6 separate regions of the Mus musculus genome follow, and all the other regions are linked to region 2. Evidence: chromatin contacts called from public ChIA-PET, Hi-C, HiCAR-type, HiChIP or PLAC-seq and promoter capture Hi-C data. All regions are on one chromosome and are shown on one strand. Each heading gives the region's core, a stretch centred on a gene start, on an enhancer-like site or on the middle of the called end of the contact. The rest is flanking DNA. Distances are from core to core; before and after follow the strand shown.

Evidence for each region. Promoter capture Hi-C pulls out the DNA fragments that hold promoters and counts their contacts. A called contact is a pair of places that touch in the nucleus more often than the background predicts. ChIA-PET counts read pairs in DNA pulled down with a chosen protein or histone mark. HiCAR-type assays count read pairs that join an accessible place to other places. HiChIP or PLAC-seq counts read pairs in DNA pulled down with a chosen protein or histone mark.
Region 1: a contact with region 2 is called in a HiCAR-type map of kidney, with 5 times the contacts expected there. The contact joins the enhancer-like site here to the promoter of Fam8a1 in region 2. A contact is called at or near these places in 11 of 39 promoter capture datasets (the 3T3-L1 cell line, HPC-7-derived erythroid cells, cranial neural crest and 7 more), 26 of 484 Hi-C or Micro-C datasets (the AML12 cell line, CD4 single positive thymocytes, the HPC-5 cell line and 20 more), 21 of 115 datasets of contacts at active chromatin or transcription factors (the HPC-7 cell line, bone marrow-derived macrophages, craniofacial prominence and 15 more) and 4 of 9 other capture datasets (adipose tissue, liver, macrophages and 1 more).
Region 3: a contact with region 2 is called in a Hi-C map of muscle stem cells, with 7 times the contacts expected there. The contact joins the promoter of Kif13a here to the promoter of Fam8a1 in region 2. A contact is called at or near these places in 3 of 39 promoter capture datasets (embryonic stem cells, frontonasal cranial neural crest and neutrophils), 1 of 484 Hi-C or Micro-C datasets (muscle stem cells) and 1 of 115 datasets of contacts at active chromatin or transcription factors (bone marrow-derived macrophages).
Region 4: an RNA polymerase II ChIA-PET map of effector CD8 T cells shows a contact between it and region 2, with 15 read pairs. The contact joins the enhancer-like site here to the promoter of Fam8a1 in region 2. A contact is called at or near these places in 6 of 39 promoter capture datasets (embryonic stem cells, hippocampal neurons, liver and 2 more), 9 of 484 Hi-C or Micro-C datasets (CD4 T cells, the HL-1 cell line, astrocytes and 6 more), 15 of 115 datasets of contacts at active chromatin or transcription factors (CD8 T cells, astrocytes, bone marrow-derived dendritic cells and 12 more) and 1 of 9 other capture datasets (liver).
Region 5: an H3K4me3 HiChIP or PLAC-seq map of bone marrow-derived macrophages shows a contact between it and region 2, with 2.6 times the contacts expected there. The contact joins the enhancer-like site here to the promoter of Fam8a1 in region 2. A contact is called at or near these places in 2 of 39 promoter capture datasets (neural stem cells and pre-B cells), 1 of 15 datasets of contacts at CTCF or cohesin (large pre-B cells), 1 of 484 Hi-C or Micro-C datasets (granulocyte-monocyte progenitors) and 5 of 115 datasets of contacts at active chromatin or transcription factors (bone marrow-derived macrophages, embryonic basal ganglia, embryonic stem cells and 2 more).
Region 6: a promoter capture Hi-C map of hematopoietic stem and progenitor cells shows a contact between it and region 2, with 3 times the contacts expected there. The contact joins the promoter of Dek here to the promoter of Fam8a1 in region 2. A contact is called at or near these places in 18 of 39 promoter capture datasets (the 3T3-L1 cell line, the C10 cell line, the HPC-7 cell line and 12 more), 14 of 484 Hi-C or Micro-C datasets (Th1 cells, embryonic stem cells, erythroblasts and 5 more), 7 of 115 datasets of contacts at active chromatin or transcription factors (effector CD8 T cells, embryonic stem cells, large pre-B cells and 4 more) and 3 of 9 other capture datasets (adipose tissue, embryonic stem cells and liver).

What each region holds. Positions count from the first base shown.
Region 1 is chr13:46,293,124-46,296,060 of GRCm38.p6, forward strand. The region is part of intron 3 of Stmnd1 (stathmin domain containing 1); the gene reads left to right. Among named protein-coding and RNA genes, the nearest start is that of Stmnd1, 21 kb to the left of the region's middle. Within about 2 kb of position 1,483, at least 5 of the 459 cell types and tissues checked have an H3K27ac peak or open chromatin away from gene starts, as enhancers often do. A contact at or near this core is called in intestinal villus epithelium and kidney, where this site is marked.
Region 2 is chr13:46,667,881-46,670,826 of GRCm38.p6, forward strand. It overlaps Fam8a1 (family with sequence similarity 8, member A1), which reads left to right and starts at 1,597. Exons shown (of 5, transcript NM_001033192.3): 1 at 1,597-2,375. The coding sequence starts at 1,706.
Region 3 is chr13:46,928,281-46,931,116 of GRCm38.p6, forward strand. It overlaps Kif13a (kinesin family member 13A), which reads right to left and starts at 1,438. Exons shown (of 38, transcript NM_010617.2): 1 at 1,287-1,438; 2 at 936-1,026. The coding sequence starts at 1,341.
Region 4 is chr13:46,359,657-46,362,628 of GRCm38.p6, forward strand. No RefSeq gene overlaps it. Among named protein-coding and RNA genes, the nearest start is that of Rbm24, 57 kb to the right of the region's middle. Within about 2 kb of position 1,280, at least 52 of the 459 cell types and tissues checked have an H3K27ac peak or open chromatin away from gene starts, as enhancers often do. A contact at or near this core is called in CD8 T cells, bone marrow-derived macrophages, effector CD8 T cells and 1 more, where this site is marked.
Region 5 is chr13:46,258,149-46,260,920 of GRCm38.p6, forward strand. No RefSeq gene overlaps it. Among named protein-coding and RNA genes, the nearest start is that of Stmnd1, 14 kb to the right of the region's middle. Within about 2 kb of position 1,418, at least 5 of the 459 cell types and tissues checked have an H3K27ac peak or open chromatin away from gene starts, as enhancers often do. A contact at or near this core is called in bone marrow-derived macrophages, where this site is marked.
Region 6 is chr13:47,104,819-47,107,718 of GRCm38.p6, forward strand. It overlaps Dek (DEK proto-oncogene (DNA binding)), which reads right to left and starts at 1,403. Exons shown (of 11, transcript NM_025900.2): 1 at 1,255-1,403; 2 at 754-919. The coding sequence starts at 910.

The sequences.
Region 1 (2,937 bases), core at 233-2,732, 370 kb before region 2:
TGGTGCTTCCTCCCTGCTCTGGGGGAATTTCAGCTTTGTTGGGTTTTGTTCTCTGAGGCAGAATCTTGCTGTATAGGCTAACTTCTCGAAAACCTGTCATCCTCCTGGGTCAGATGACTATGTGCTAGGATTATAGGTGTGTGCCATCATGCCTAGCAGGGAGAAAATGAATACATGACACGGGCAGCTAGGATAAGTGTGAGAATGCTTGAAAAAACAAGAGGTATGGTGTCGGGCAACTGGCATTCACAAACACAGGGGAACTCCCTCCGGACATATGTCTGCCCTCTCTTGGCCTCTTCTCATCCTTCACTGCATTTTCCCTTGAAGTATAAAAGAATAAAGGATGCTGGAAGTGGGGCACCTTTGTTACACTAATTTGGGAGCATCTTAGGAGGTTAGTCTCTCCCCACTTGTCCATGGAATACCTGTGCCCACCACAGCACCTCCCCTTTACCTATTTCCCCCTATTTTATCACTTATGAGGTCCTCTCTGGATAAACACTTTTCAAGCATGTTTGTACTTTGAACTGGGGTCCCCAGAGAAGGCCACACCCATTCATGTTGAGGATCTGGTCTTGAAAAATTGGTGAGCTCCAGGTTTAGTGACAGCCCCTGTGTGCCAGTTAGTTTTATGCCAACTTGACACAAGCTAAAGTCATCTGAGAGGAGGAAGCTTCAATGAAGACAATGCCTCCGTGATGCTAGGCTCTCAGCAATCCAGTAGGGTACTTTTTCAGTTAGCGATTGATGGAGGAAGGCCCAACTCATTGTGCATGGCGCTGTCCTGGGGGGGGGGGGTGTGAGGGTCCTGGGTTCTATAAGAAAGCAAGCTGAACAAGACATGAGAAGGGAGACAGTCCTCTGAATCGGGAACCTCCAGGTCCCTGCCCTGCTTGAGTTCCTGTCCTGACTTCCTTCAGTGATGAACACTGCTGTGGAACTGTAATGAAAAATAAACCCTTACCTCCCCAGTAGCCTTTAGTTGTGGTGTTTTATCACAACAATAATAATCCTAACTAACATACCCTGCCTCAATAAATAAAACTGAAAGTGATAGAAGAAGGCACTCAGCATCCACCTCTGGCATCTACATGTACACATATACATGCATACCTGCACACAAATGTGTGCACACACAAGCACATATACACACACCTGGAGAGGGAACCAGTAAGAAGCTGACTATCAGCTCAGAGAAGGAAGCTCCCAGGTATTTTAAAGCATTATAATGCGTCTTGAAGTGACTTCATTGTAAGCACACACAGGTTGTATGTGACAGAGTCAATGTGTGTGGTGGTAGAGAACAACCTTTGCATTGATACATGCCTGGCTTTCATGTGTTCACAGGTGTTATTGTTTTCAGGTGGCTTTGACCTCAAACTCATGCCCTTGCATCTCTTAGCATATCCTGGCTGCTTTTCACAAACTTGGTGAATTATTTACTAATTCCTCCTGTCTGGTCAAAGTTTATTGTCATCTCTGTTTCTGGACTGGGTCACCTTCACTGTAGTTAAGGACTTTCCATGGCAGCAGAGTTTCTAGTATTGTGTGCTGAGCCTCCTGGAGAGGTATGGAGGAAGCTGGTTGAGATAGGACTCAAATAATATGTCAGTGATCACAGCTAGCAATCTCCCTCACCGAGGGCTTGGAGGCCAAAGAACAGGCTGCAGGAAGCTTTGGCCTCTTCGGTGCAGGAGACTCCCTTAGGAAACATGACCAAGGTGGGTTCATTTGTAGGTGAAGAGCTAATTAGGAAAGCCCTAAGGAGTTACAGCAGTGGATGTAAGGCAGACATGCATGGGTATCTTGGCCAAAAATGTGATTCATCTCTTAGCACCTAATGTTGTGCTCAGGGTTGTCAGTCTTCTGACACTACTCCCAGTGAACACAATTTAACTGATAGCTTCTCTAGACTTCAAGGTATTTGAGATTTTGAGTCTAGACATCTCTGTGCACATGTGAACACCATTAAGACCTGTAAGCAGCACAGTTTCAAAGATTCTGTCTATCTGAACTTCATTTGTGAAGAATACAATTCTGTTTATAGGGGTCTTTTTATTTTGTTTTCTTTGTCTGTCTTGAAGCAAGGTTTGGTATCACCAAGGCTGGCCTTGAACTCACTATTTAGCCAAGGATGATCTCAGTGCTTCCACCTTCTGAGAGCTGGGATCACAGCCATGCACGGCCACGCCTGATTTATACAGTACTGGAGAGTAAACCAAGATCTTCATCCACACTAGGCAAGCACTCTACAAAGTGAGCGACCCCTAAAGCCCGATAGCTATGGAGGTGGTTTTAGCATAACATATCAACATCAAGAAAGGACAAGGGCCCTCAGGGGTACAGTCCATGTCTCAAAGGGAAGCAGAGAATGAAACCAAAGACATCACTTTGGAATGGTCACAGGAAGCACCTTCCCCTATCAGAAAACCCAAACTGCTCTCCAGATCTTTCATTGGCACACAATTTCTGTCAAGATTCAGACTGTTTTGAGATGTCTGGCTTGCCATTCCCTCATTGGCTCTTGGGTTTCCATTTTCTTTCAGTCTTCTGAGAGTGAACATTCCTAATAAGGGTTTTTGTGTGAATTTCAAAGTACCTCTAGTTTGAGCCTCCATTAGCAGGTATGTCCCTCTTTCCAGCAAGTGGCATTTGCCAGCAGGAAGCTTAAGAACCAGCTGTCATAAGAAGAACATAAAATGAGGGCCAAGGGGAACCTGCTTTACAGAATAGCTCAGTTTTCGTGCACTGAAAAACCTCATACTACATAAAATCATCCCAATGGCCGTAAAGAACCGTGAGTTCAGTGAGAGTTTTCCTTCTTAAAGACTTTCTGAGATGAGGCTGGAAAGTTGGCTTAAAGTTTAAAGCATGACTGCTCAACCAGAGGTCCTGGGTTCAATTCTGAGCACAGTGGTTCATAGTCATTTGTAA
Region 2 (2,946 bases), core at 347-2,846:
TGGTAAAGCCATTAGGTGCAGCATTCCTCCCTGAGTGGCCACACTTGTTCCCCATTGCCTGTCCTTTCCCCTATGAATAAGCTAACTTTGACTCTAACTCATTATGATTATTTTTTTCAGCACAGTTTAAGAATCTGGGTTGCAGCCTGGCCGTGGTGGCACGTGCCTTTACTGAGTGTCTCCCAGCACTCAGAAGACAGAGACAGGAAGATCTCTGTGAGTTTGAGGCCAGCCTGGTCTACAGAATGAGTTTCAGGACAGCCAGAGCTACATGGAAAAACCCTGTCTCAAAAAATAAAAATAAAAAATAAAAAAGAAGGAAGGAAGGAGGGAAGGAAAGAAAGGGGAAGAGAGAAAGAGACAGGGAGAAAGGAAGAGAATGAATGAATGAATCTGGTCTGTACCTAAATAAGGGTCTCTGAAGCTGGGAAAGGAGTGTCGCAGGTTGCAGAGCTGGTGGTGTTGAGCTATGTTTCCTGCTGCTAGTGATGATCGTGAATAGGTGTTCAAGTGTTTCATGGAAGATTTTCCCTTGAAGCAGATGAATTTCTTAAAGGCCAAAAGTGATGTCTTTTCTGTCTCCCAGAGGAAAGACAGGATTGACTCTCGGCATCACTGTCATGTTCAAGCCATTAGGTGCGGCATGCTGTGGTGAACACCAGGACCAAAAGCAAGTTGGGGAAGAGTTTATTTGGCTTCCAATTCTACATTGTAGTCCATCACTGAGGGAAGTCAGGACAGGAACTCAAATGGGCAGGAACCTGGAGGCAGGAGCTGATGCTCATCCCATGGCTTGTCTTCCTTCTTATAGAACCCAGAACAGCAGCCTGGAGTTGTACCACCCACAGTGGGCTGGGCCCTTCCACATCAATCACTAATTTAAAATGCTCTACAGGTTTGCCTACAGCCCAATCTTACAGAGGCATTTTCTCAATTGGTCTTGCCTCCTCTCAAATGACTCTAGACTCTATCAAGTTGACATAAAATTAGCCAGCACAATAATCGTTCAATATTCTCATAGTATTTGGCTCTTGTAGATTCCTTATATGGTCCTGGGAATTCAAAGTCACACAACTACCCCTAACTGGGCTTATTAACATAGCAAAGTGTATTAAGGTTATCAGTATCTGGGAGGCTGCATATAGATGAAAAGAAGACGAAACCATACACAGACTAAGGTGCTAAGCAAGAAACAAATACTGTGGTTGAAGGAGTGGAAATTCTGGTGAGTCAGATGCAGTTTCACAAGGGACAATCATGTCCTAACCCCACAGGATCTTCTCTAGGGACCTTGGTAATGGAGTTCATTAGAATTCTCAAGAGTGGTGGCGAATGCCTCACAGACGTAAGCCTAAATGGATGCGTTCACAGTGTCCAGGACCACGTCCTCGGCATCGCACACGTGGTTGTGCGATGCCGCGACGCGTTACGTTACCGAATATGCCACAATTTATGATTAAAACGTACCACAGAGGACCCCCGAGAAACATCGCGTAGCCCAGGAACCAACTCACAAAGCACCACCAACCGCCCGCCCGGCTCCCCAAGCCTGGCGCGCCGGAGAGGTGGGGTTTCCGCTTCCGGAGGCGGATTGTTGACGCCCACTGCTGCTGTGGTGGCGAGCGAGCGAGCGGTTGGGGAGGGGCCGCCGAGGGCGGGCGACGGCGCCTTGACAGGCAGCGCGGAGGGGGCCTCCGGGGCGACGATGGCAGAGGGGCCCGAGGAAGCCCGGAGCCGCCCTCCGGAGCAGGATGGCAGTGGCGGGGACCACGAGCCGGTCCCTTCCGAGCCAGGCTCTCCCACCACCACCGTCGCCGCCACCGCCGCCGCCCCCCGGTCCCCGGCCCTCGCGAGCGTCGCCTCGGCAGTGTCGGAGCCCGAGCCGCAGTGCGAGCTCCGCAAGCGCCGGGAGACGGGCGCGGAGCCTCCGGAGGCGGGAGACTGCGAGGCGTCGGACGGCCCGGGGCGGCTGAGCGCGCGCGAGTACTCGCGGCAGGTGCACGAATGGCTGTGGCAGTCCTACTGCGGCTACCTGACCTGGCACAGCGGCCTGGCCGCCCTGCCCGCCTACTGCGGCCCGCCACCACCCGCCGCCACCGCCCCGCAGCCCGCCGTCCCCTCGCCGTCGTCCCCGCCGACGCCGTCGTCCCCGCCGCCACCGCCGCCGCCGCAGCTGGCGTACTACAACCCCTTCTACTTCCTGAGCGCTGCGGGGCCCGGGCCGGGGGCGGCCACGGGCGGCGCCACCCCGACGGCTGTCGCGGGCCTCACGGCCCGGGCCCCGCACGTGCAGCCATCGGCCCGGGCGGCCCCCGGGACCAGGGTGGGTTCTGCAGCCCCTGCGCGGACTGCCAGCGACACCGGGCGGCAGGCAGGTGAGATCGGGGTTGGCGCGGGGGTGGGGTGGGGGGTGTTGGGTAGGATGGAGGAGGGATAGAGTCGAGGTCCTTTTTAAAAAAAAAAAAAAAAAATCACTGCCATTCCTACCACTAACATTTTGGAAGGATCTCACCCTGTGGTGTAGGCTAACACAGTATGTAGGCCAGGCTAGCCTCAAACTTGGAATAAGACAGGTCTGTACTAGCCAGAGGGGTCTCTTGAAGGATCATTGAACAAGTATGCTCGCTCCTGAAAAAATATAACCGGGGAGCTGCTGCTACCATTGATAGTTCCCACATACATCAGCTATGGTTTGCCCAGGCCCTAAATTCTAAAAACGTACTGTGAAGCAATGTTGATTGTCCTTCCCTTAAGACCTGGCACGGCTAGTAGGTTCCCTTACTCCTGACACTAGCCCTTCTTGTGTGTAGAGACGTATGCTTATCAAACCATCCTCTCTGTAATCTTCAGGCTCTGGAAAGATCCAAAGCTAGCCTTGGGTGGCAAGCCCGCTGTTGGGAGGCTCGAGATTAGAATACTAGAAATCACCAAGACTTGGGCCGTGTA
Region 3 (2,836 bases), core at 188-2,687, 260 kb after region 2:
CACAATTGGGTTTCAGGGAAACTTTAAAGAGCAAAAATCCACTCATTATGGAGCTCATCAACCAACAGGTGACTTTCAGGGTCAAACTCGTACTCATTTCCAAGCCGAATCGGAATCCCGGTTTTCTTTTCTATTTTTATAAGGTCCTACAATGCCATAACGAATGAATCCCAACCAATTTCTTCTCAGGGGCTTACCATAAAAATGCCAAATATTCACACTATTTTAGGGCGTTTTCCCATACCATTGCATGGAACACAGTAGAATTAATAAGGATCCCACAGTCAGGACTTTTCAAATGCAAATGCCTTGCCATCTAGAAAATGCAGCCCCTTTTAACATTCCCCCATCCCAGTGTCTAAACAGCTCCGTATCAGCACTCTGTCTGTTTCCTCGAAAATCAAAATTCCCGAATTACTTTCAGACACCATCTCAACTCACCACCTCCAACAACCTACATACAGATTTTAAATGACCCTAGCCTTGTACTTGGGTGTTTGATTTCTTAGGCTCCCAGCCCCCATTTCATATACAACATCCTAAGCAGTTCTGCGAAAAGGGGCAAACAACGTAAGAATCGCTGGAGCTGAACTCCATCAATAAGGCCTTGGATTGGTCATTTGCACGCTTCAGATAACGTCTTTCCTAGGTGTTAAGATGTGGCCTGGGCTACACATCTCCATCCGGTCCCTTCACGTTCTAGGAGCCTGGAAGCCAGAGTGCTGACTCTGGCCAGGGTTCCCTGCCTGGGAGACATCGCTCTGGATGAGAGGGGACAAGAAGTGATGGGCACAAGGAGGGGAGGGGACCCTGCACTTGCAACCGCTTTCCGCATGAGCGTGGGACAAACTTGAAGCCACCCTTGCTAACAATGGGAGAGCGCACTCGGTTTTTCCGGGCTCAAACTTGGCAGGAGCCGCCGGGATGGGATTTACCTTTCTCCCTGCTTAGTGTTGGAAGGAGGAGGGTGCAGGACCGTCTGGTTCCCTTCCATCTCCACCACGCACTTGGTGTTCAGTTCCAGCTCTGAAAGCACAGGGGCAGGGTGATGTTGCAAAGTGGAGCATCCGCGGCCGCAGCCGGCGCGCGTGGCTCAGTCCGGGCAGGCAGGGAGACGGCGCCCCGGGCACATAGTGGCCGCGGCCAGAGCCTGGGCGCCGCCTCCACCCGGGGCCACGCCGGGCCACACCGGTGTCCCCGATCCCCGGCCGCCCTGCAGTTTGCAAAGTTGCCCCCCGCCCTCGGCCGGAGCAGAAATGCAAAAGGAGCTGGGGAGAGCGGCTCACCTCTTCGGTTCATGGGCCGGACCCGGACGGCAACTTTTACCTTCGTATCCGACATGTTGGCGGCGCGCTGCTCCGCCCGACGCGGCCCCTTCAAGCGCCGCGCCGCCGCCGCCGCCGCAGCAGCAGCCGCGCGCCCCCCGAGCGCGGCCGCCGCCGCTCCGCCGAGAGCTCCGAGACGCAGCGCCGAGGCGCGCGGGCCATCCCGGGGGAGCGCGACGCGGGGCACGGCCGGGCCCGGGGAGGGGCGGGCGCGGGGCGGGGCGCGGCAGCGGGAGGAGGCCGCGGGCCCAAGCGCCGCTCTAGCCGCTCGGGCCGGGCCGAGCGCGCAGCACCGCGGCCCCTCGCGGCCGCCGGGAGCCGGGCAGCGTCGCCATCTTCCGCTCCGGGGGCCGCGCCCGGGCTGTAAGGCCGCTGCAGACCGGGAAGGGGCGCTTTACAAAGGCGAGCGTCTCCGGCCTCAGGGCAGCCGGGACACGGGAAGGGACGCTCTGCAAAGGCGTTCGGGCTCCGGGCTGCTGGGCCTGGAGAAGGAGCCCCTGGCTTCCCCTGTTCCTGAGCCTGCGGGGGACGTCACAGACACCTCCTGGAGCTCGAGTCACCTTCAGGGGCCGCTGTCACCCTCACAGCCGGGGCCCTGGGGCGGTCTGGGGGGCATTGGAGAGGGTGCCGGGTGCGCAGGCCTAATCCACGCTATCCTTCCGCCTCCACTGACATCCACAGCGCACCGCCCCTCGGCGCCCCACACCGAGCTTTGCCGCGGTGTTGGAAGCTCTTTGTGGGGAGCCAAGGCTAGACATGAATTTGCAATGGACCACCAAAACCGTGTGTTTGTAAATACGGCGCTCATTTTCTTTCCCTTGCGCCCTTGTAATGGGAGGGATCTAGATGGCCGGGAGGGTTCATTAACTCTTACGTAAGAAAGGCACAGCAGCGCGATCCGCGCTTTTGCCAAAGCCAGACCTCCCAGCCTGGGCGGAACCGAAGGAAGCGGATTTGCTCTGTTTGGTTCAACAAGTGCTTGAGGGCGGCGCTTCCGTGGTGCCAAGGCGTTTTTGAAAAGTGCTCCAAGTCTTAACAGTTTGGATCCGGTGGGGAATCTCACTATGGCATGAAGGTCCAAATTCACTCATTCACGAACTGCTTTATGGGGAGTTTTATGGGGTGCTTACTGCGTGCCGTACTGTAGAGACCACACACAAGCAGGAACAACTTCGCTGGCTCTGGTCTCCAGAAGCCACACTGAGGGAGGAGAGATACTTATTATGGTAAACCACGTGTAGCAGGTGGTCTAAATAGGAGGGATTCCGTCTGTCACCAACTGGTGCCCCGTGATGCGACTGACTTGCACATGCGGTCTACCGCTGTACCACTGAGTCACACCTCCGGCTCCCAGGAAGCCTGACTTGAAGCAGTGCTTCCGCTGCTGTTCCTTAGTCTCTCTCACCTTGATTCTGGCGACCAACGAACTCAGGTCACCTCGGAGGGTCATACAGCAGTCTGCCTCCTGGGTTCCTAGTGCTACCCGCCTTCTCTGTCCCTCCATTCATTCC
Region 4 (2,972 bases), core at 30-2,529, 310 kb before region 2:
AATCTGGGATTTCCCCAGAGACACCCAATAAATGTCATGTCCACTGATATCAAAAAATGAAAGGAATTACAAAGTAACAGAGCTTGGCAGCCAACTGTTGGGCAGAGGTTACAGACAGAGCTGCTCAGCCTTACCTGCTTAACACTTCCAGTGCCCCGCCCCCCACCCCCAGGGACGATACTACCATGCAGACTCAGGACTAGAGCCGGCCTGAGAACTTACATGACTAACATGCTCTCTACTGAGGATTCTATAGCCAGCCCATAGACACTTACTGCAGCATGCTTGCGTATATGGGAGCATGCATTCATCCTATCTCTCCAGAGGGCAATTTAGCAAAGTTGCCTTTGCTGTCATTGCCAGCATTTCCACTTTATTGCAGTATTTCATGATCTATTCATATAGTGCAAATTTACATGAGAACAAAGAAATTTCTTGCAGTGTTATTTATAATGGCAAAAAAAAAAAAAAAAATAGAACCAGTGAGAATATCCTTCACGAAGAAAATGTCCTTCTCCATTATCCTTGGAATTGAATATGCTGGTGGCAAAAAGATAAGCCAGATACTGATGTGATATTTTCTCTAAGATATTTTAACTTTATAAAGAATGTTTCAAAGTGTAAGTGGTCATCTATGGATAAAAGGATTAAAAAAATCAATGCAGTCTATGCAGACAATGGATTGATTTGTTTGTGTTTTTTGAGACAGAGTTTCTCCATGTAGCCTTGCTTGTCCTGAATCCTTCATAGACTAGGTGTGAGCCACCACCACCACCAGGCGCACAATGGAATTTTATTCAGCTCAAAAGAATAAAATTATGGCATCCATAGGAAAATGGGTCAAATTGGAGATTATTAAGTTAAGTGAAATAAATCAGATTTAGAAGACAAAAAAAAAAAAAAGACATGGTGTGTGTGTGTGTGTGTGTGTGTGTGTGTTGTATATAGATGTGTGAAAGGAAGTGGCCTAAAGAGCAGGGGAGCAAGAGAAGGTAAGAGAATGCATGGGTCACATGAGCAGAAGGGAGATTATTTGAAGAGAGGAAGGGGGAGGCAAGGGGGAGGGAAGATAAGGTAGGGAGTAGTGGACCGCACTGATCTATAACTGTGCATGAACTGTCACAACGAAGCCCACTTCTTTATATGTTAACCAACAAAGAATAAGGAATCAGCAATGTTCAAAATATCACATAAAGGAAATTGACCTGTGTATGCGCGCGCACACGTGAACAATTGTTTTACTGAATGAGCTTCCGAGTGCAAAGGGAACACACACACAACTTCCTCCATCTAGCCATCCTCCGGAAGCCTGAGGCGCTTCCCTAGACGTTCAGAGATCTGACTCACAGCCAAGGAGGCTTTGTGGCTTTGACACAGCAAAGAATTTTAAGATAGCCAGCTTATGAAGCAGTCGGCGATTTTATTAAAATTTCTTTAATACAGGTTTAAGCATGGGGAGGGGTGCTAAGAGAAAAGTGAGACATACCCAAACGTGAGGAAGGGCTCCTGAAGGATTGGAGTGGGGGTGGGAGTGGGGGGCAACTAATTGTCTCAGCAGTTAACACAGCCTATGTTGGTGCCTCTCAAGTTACATCTCTAAGGTTGCTAGGAAACCTTTCTTTTTCTCTCCCTTTTGATAAGAGAGAGATGTGAGGTGATTCTGAAGAGGCCTTTGGATGGAACTGTAATATGATTGGGTAAAAGCAAGAGCCAGTGAGGTCGTGCAAGGGCTTTAGCACAAGTCCTTTCCCTGGGAGTGGGGTTTCTCTTGAGATTCCTAGACCGAAGCTGGCTTGCGGCTGGGAAGGAGAAAGACCTCTCTGGTGATTGTTAATTGTGCTGTGGTTCTTGCCCTGCTGCTGGCAAAGGCTTCAACCGAATTCCCTAGTGAAGGGCTCCTCCTTCTAATGCCTTACTTCCCTCTCCCTGACCTTCTACACTACTTCAAGCACAAGACAGGTACGCTGACTTTTCTAACGTGTGCTCTAGTTACCTCTTGCCCCTAGATGAAATCTCAGATTCTAGAACTTTCTCTGACATGCTTCCATTGCATATGTAAAGACACGTACATGCGTACATGCAAGTGCACATATACATACATGCATGCACATAAATGCATGCATACACATATGTGCACATAAAAAATGAAGTCGTATGTGTTTCCAATCTAGTTTTTTTCTATTTTTTTTTTAAAGTCTCCTCTGCTAGTCCAGATAGATAATCTTAGCACCCTGGGGCTGCTCATGTCTGTGGTCCGTCATCATCCAAGTTCTCTGGGCAAAGCTCTAAGGATTAGGAAGGAGTGACTCCCACCTTGTTTATTTCCCCAGTCTCTGCTGCTGGCTTTATTGCAATAGAGTGGAGAGACCCTGCGGGTGTAAACCCTAATATCAGGCGAAGAACTAGCAGCACAGGCAGGTTGCTGCCTCTGTCAACAACTCTAGACTTACGATTTCCCTCAAACCTCCAGTTGTAGAACAGCTCAGGGCATACGCTCTTTCCTCACAATATTTGGAAAGGGCCAGACAGAGATGGTTTAAACATCCTGCCAGGGATACAGTTATTCTAAAGAGACTCGTGTGCCCTGCCCCTCAGCTCTCAGAGACAACCGAAGCAGTGGATCCTGAGAAACTGGAGCCTCTTGCTGGGGAAATGGAAAGGTTGGAGCCCAGGGGCCAACCGGAGGAGGAGCTTGTCTCTTAGAGGTTTCATGCAGCTCTGACAACGCGTAAGGCCACCTTGCGGGAGAGACTGGAACCCAGGCAGGAACAGTCAAAGGGGGTGGTGAGCTGGACCACACCTTGACCAGGACTGCTTAGTAATTGTTCCTGTCCTTCTATTTAAACCTAAACCTTGATGTCAAGGCCCTGTAGATGGACTTGGGGGTCCTTGGACCCCTTTGTTCTTTTTCCTAATGTGGTTATGTTGAATCCATCTCCTTTCTCTGCTCTTTGGCATTATTTGCTTCTCTG
Region 5 (2,772 bases), core at 168-2,667, 410 kb before region 2:
GCTAGAAAGGGAGTCTCCCCCGCCCCAACCAGCACCCTTTTCTTAAAGGAGACCTGAAAACATTGTTGTCCCTTCTCTGGCACTGTCTCAATAAACAATTGGCATAGCTATTTGGTTTTGGAAAAGAATCCAACAGGAGCTGGTAGGTCCATGCTTAGATGTTCAGACAGGAAAAATTATGTATGAGATCACAGAACTAACTACTGCCAACTACGAGACTTCTGAAATCACGGGCAACCATTGCCACATGTCCTTAGGAAGTGTTGTTGTTCAAGTGGCTTCAGGCTTCTATGACAAGTCTCATTAAGGAGCCCAGGCTGCCTTAGAACTCATTATGTGCCCCAGGCTAGCTCAAACTGGCATCTATTCTCCTGCCTCAGCCTCCAAGAGCTGAGACTGCAGACATGAGCTAGATACCACACACAACTAACCTGTCAGTTACTTGGAAGAGTAGGTTTTTTTTGAGGGGGGAGGGGAAGGTGCTGTGGCATTGTTTTTGTTTGTTTGGGGAAATTGGTTTTTTAATCTTTGGAAACTTATCCAAAGATATTACCATGCTTTTTTTCTTTACTTCAATTATGTTTTCATTTCTCCCTTCCTGGTCTTGTGCTATGACTTTATGCCATTCAATGTATTTTCCAGTTATACATACATATATATATATATATATTTGGGGTGTGTGAAGTTATCCATCAGTGCATGATAACCTTTGGGGGTTTTAATCTTTTCCTTCATAAGTTTTACTTGGAGTAATTTCATTGCTATGTCTTCTAGGTCTCTCATATTTTCCTCAGTAGTATCTAATAGGTTGTTAATCCCATTGAATTCAGTTTGTTTTTTTTAAATCTCATACATGAAAGTTTCAGATTCAAAAGTTCATTTGGCCTTGGCCGTGGTAGAACATGCCTTTGATCCCAGCACTTGAGAGACAGAGGCTGGTGGGTCTCTGTGAATTTGAAGCCAGTCTGGTCTACACAGTGAGTTCCAGGACAGTCAGGACTATACAGAGAAACCCTGTCTTTAAAACAAACAAACAAAAAAGAAAAAGAAAAAAGAAAGAAAAAATAGAAAAGCCCATTCGGATCTTTTTGATATTTCTCATGTTCCTATTCATTCTCTCTGATTCTATGAGTCTATGAGTGTACGTGATATAATAATAAAACATGTGTCCTGGTGACATTTAACTGTCCATTTGACACACAGCCTAGAGTCACCTGAGAAGGAGGTCTTGATTTTGAAAATAACCAGATCTGATTGGCTTGTAGACATGTCTGGGGTCAACAAGACTGATTACTTATAATTGATTATTAATTGATAATAATAGTAGGAGGGCCCGGCCTACTTGGGAAGTGACATTCCTGGAGAGATGAAGCATGTGTCTTAGGACAAGCCAGCCATCAGTGTTTGTCCACGACTTCCCCTTTAAGATCTTGCTTGAGTTCCTGCCTGGACTTCTCTCAGTGATAGACTATGACAAGGAGGAAGTGCCAGAAAAATCCTTTCTAAATTGCTGTGGTTGTTCATCACAGCAACAGAAAGGAAACTAGAACAAACGCTAGTGTCTTGGTTTAGAATTCAAACATGCATACTATTCCTGGAAAAGGTCCCACTGGTCTCCTAGAATTATGGTTCCATCTTTTCCTGCTTCATTGCCTGGCAAGACGTCAGATAGATGTCAGATTTAATCAGTTTTTACTTTTGGGGTCACAGGGTTGTTTCAGGTCCAGAATTTCTGAACTGAGTTTTTGGTGTGCAATTTCATTGCTTGGGCTCGGTTTCAGGTCTTGCTTCTTTCTCTCTTATTTGGCACTAGGTGCATTTTGCATGCATGCATACGAGGCAATCATTCTGCAGCTATGCAGCATGCCAACGCTGGGCCTTCCTTTTACAGCATGTTAAGTAAGATCAAGCAGTAAAGAGGGAAAGGCTAACTTTTTCCCACTACTAAATCTGTCTTCCAGTCTGACTGGTGTGAATGGGTACCCACAACTCTATGCCCCCTCCTCTCTGCTTCTTTTTAGGAATTTCCCTCTCTGCTTTGGGTAACTCTCTCCTGCACTAATGTAAATGAGTCTTCACTACTCCAGCCTCTGCAACTCTCCACAACCCTTCCTCTGGCTAACCTGAGCTTCTGGCGCTCTTACAAATCCGAGCCATCCTTGTCCTGCCTGGCCTCTCTTCTCAGCTGAGTCCCTTGCCCATTCCTAGACTCCACTCAGGTGTATTCCCCATTCAGTCTTTATAGCTTGGAGACTTCCTCTGGGCAGACACTTGGGTAGAGGCTCACCCGGGTGGTGTCCATTTCACAGGGATTCCCTGTCCCACACTGTCTGGTGCCCCAGGTCCAAGGACTTGACAGCCAGGTTGCATATAATGTCATTTGTTTTTAAGGACAGAAAACACCTCTTCCATGACTCCACAAGGATGGGCGATTGAATTCTCTGGACCATGATGCACCAGGAGAAAAGGCTATGGGAAGTTATCATGGTATCTTGATATATGGTAATTGTACAGTTGGAGTAATTTTACTTTTAACCTTGCCTTTTCCTTGTCCTATTGGTCTGAAGGGCCAGGTGCAATAATTCATCTTTCACCTTAGAAGGGATATATCTGCATGCCCCACACCACTGAACTCCTAAGAATTTCACTGAGGAAGAATTTTGGTTAGATTTAGCTTCCATCCTCTGATACACATATGTTGTAGGAAATAAATATATATATATATATTTCCTATGCTCTGGCAGACAATGGCTGACCTGTTCTTATCTCATG
Region 6 (2,900 bases), core at 153-2,652, 440 kb after region 2:
AGGCCTGCTCCCAAGTCTGGCTGAGCTGTGGCCATCTGCACCATTAAGCTAGATTGTGAAGCTGTGCCTTGGATTTTCCAATAGCTGAGCCTGTCGGGTAGACTGATGCATGCACTCTGACTGACACAATGCTTCTTCGCCCCGCTCTGCCTCTACTCAAATGAGGCTTCTTACCACCCTCCTTGGGTCAGAATCAGTCCCCAAAACCGAGAGAGCTGCGGGCTCCCGTTCTAACTTTCAGTTCAGTTTTCTCATTTTTAAACTACTTTCTCCAACAGCAACAACTTTCACGGCAAAGAAAAGCACTCCCACAAGAACCCTTATGGGGGAGGGGCGGGGGAGGGAATCAGCAGCTACACACAGCCGAGAATATGGAAATGAAAACATTTCCAGGATTTGCAAGAATGCCTTGCAGTGTTGTTTCGTTACGGAACCTCGGGGTAACTTCAAAAAGCGGATCTCAGACTTACAAACTCCCTAAACGAACGACGAAGTGTTCTGAAGGCGCATCGGGAAAAGGCTCTTGCTACACTTGCACCGAAACCTTGGCAAATACTCAAAAAAAAAAAAAAAAATCCAGATTCTCTGCCACTGATTGTTAGCATTCGCGTGAAATCCACCACTCCGACTTGACGCCTCTAAGCGTTAAAATGCAAGATAACTGTTTCCCAAAAGGAGCGAGGGAAGGGGAAACTTTTGATGTGGGAAAAAAAAAAATCCACCCGTGAGGGATGCGTATCCCTGCCCACCCACCTTTTTCTTCCTCCTCGTCCTCTTCATCATCGTCTTCGTCATCCTCCTCCTCCTCCTCACTCTCTTCCCTGGGACCCGGCATCTCGGGTTCCTTCTCGGATGAGGGCGGCACGGGGGCGTCCTCTCCCTCCGCAGCGGGGGCCGCCGCCGCCGACATGCTGGGGGCCTGCGGGCGGGGAGGAAGCCGCACGCTTCGGTTCTCTCGCTCGCGCGGGCATGGAGCGTGCCGAGCGCCCAGCGTCAGCTCCCCTCCAAGTCGCCTACCCTGGGTCTGTCACTCGGCCCGCCTCCCCGGGGATGCCCGAGGCGGGAAACCGCACCGCCCTCTCAGCCGCCCGCGCGCGCTCCCGCCCGGCCTGCGCCGCCCCGGGCCGGCTCGGGCCCGGCCAGTGTGGCCCAGGCGAGCCGAGCCTTGCGAGTCCCCTCCCCCGCGGCGGGCCTCAGTGCTTCTGGCCGCGTCCCCTCCCCGCTGCCCCGGCGCCTCCCCGCCGCCGTCCTCACCGCGGGTGCGCACGAGAAGGCCGCCGCTGTGTAGAAGTCGCGCGGGGCCGAGGTCCTCGCGCCGCGCGCTCGCTCTCTCTCGCGCTCTCTCTCTCCCCGCTCCTCAGAATCAACAAGATTTTCAAAATGGCGGTTCGGGAAGCAGAGCGGGAAGGCGCCGGCCAATCAGCGCGCGGCGCTGGGAGTTGGCGCGCGCGGGAGGGCGGGCGGGAGGCGGGGCGGCGGCGTCTCTCGCGGGCTGCCCGGGCGGGGTCTCGGGGGGTCTGCGGTCCGCGGGAGGACCCGGGTCGCGGCGTCCGGCGGGTGGCTGGGTGGGTGCACGGGGTGGCGGGCGGGCGCGAGCCGGGGCCTCCGCGCTGAACGGTTGGACGCTAGGGGGCCTGCGAGCTTCCAGCCTCCCGATCCCGGGAGAAAAATGACCGGCCGTCCTGGGCCGCGGAGCCGGGGAGCGTCTGGAGGTGACGAAGTTGAGGGATCCGCCGAAGTCTTTCTCGACTCGACTTCACGCGGCGATCACCCCGCGGACGGGGTTGATTCGGAGCCACCACGTTTGTTTCCGAGGGGTCGTTCGAGATGAAGGCTTCCAAATGAGACCTACTTGCGAGGCTTCCCGTCGCCGGTACGCTGCACCGTGACAGGGACCCACCACGTTAAGTGCTCACACCACCAGCGACATAAATAGGTTTCAAACCGGTGAATGTTAGACAGATTCACCCTCTTCCTTTCTCTAGCCCCCTTGGTCTCCCCTATAATGCAGATACGGTATTTGTCCAGCCACACTCTCCTGTCAAGAATTCTAGGCAAGCCCTCTGATACCTTTTAGAGTCCACAGTTTAAAAGCAACATTTCCTTACGTGCTCTCCTATGTGATTGTCTTCATTTTTTCCCTACCCTGAGAATAATCTCCCTCCCTCCCTTTTTTTTATCCAGTCAACCTGGTGGAAATATGATTGGTTTCATTTGCCATAATAGTCTCCAAGTTGAGGGACAAAAGTTAGACTTTATTTTCTTCTGTGCCCCTTTTGTAAACATACGCAAAGTCCTGCTATTTTTGCTTTCAGATCTTAAGCCATCTCCCATTCTACTGATTCTGCTCACCTTTCTTTGTTTTTTAGTTTGGGTTGCAACAGAGCCCTTTCCAAGGGCTACTCTCTCTGCCTTTTCCCACTAATCACACCTCAGCCAAAGCTATTTTATTTAGTTTGATCTTCTGCTTATAAGCCTCAGATGGTCCCATCATAACTTGGAATAACCTCCAAATTTCCATATCACAACGTGTAAGATGCTACTTAACTGGCTGCTGACCCTCTGTCTGATGGCTCCCTGACACAGTTGGCCTGTCAGTCACACATGCCTTCCCTCATGTTCCTGCACATGGCTGTCATTCACACTATCTAGGATTTACTCTTCCACTGCCAGGGCTGCTCCTTCCTATTGTCATCAATGAACTCGGTCCTTCCCATCACTTATCTCTGGTCAAGTATTTCTCTTACCTCCAGGCCATCACTGTTTTGATACCATTCTCATCCGTTCCTTTATAAGTACCGAATCCTCTGTCCATCATAACAGGCCTGCCATCTTGAAGACGAGACTGTAGTTGAGACATTAAGCAAAAATACATAGATTGTGTGGTAGTGATGCAGCAG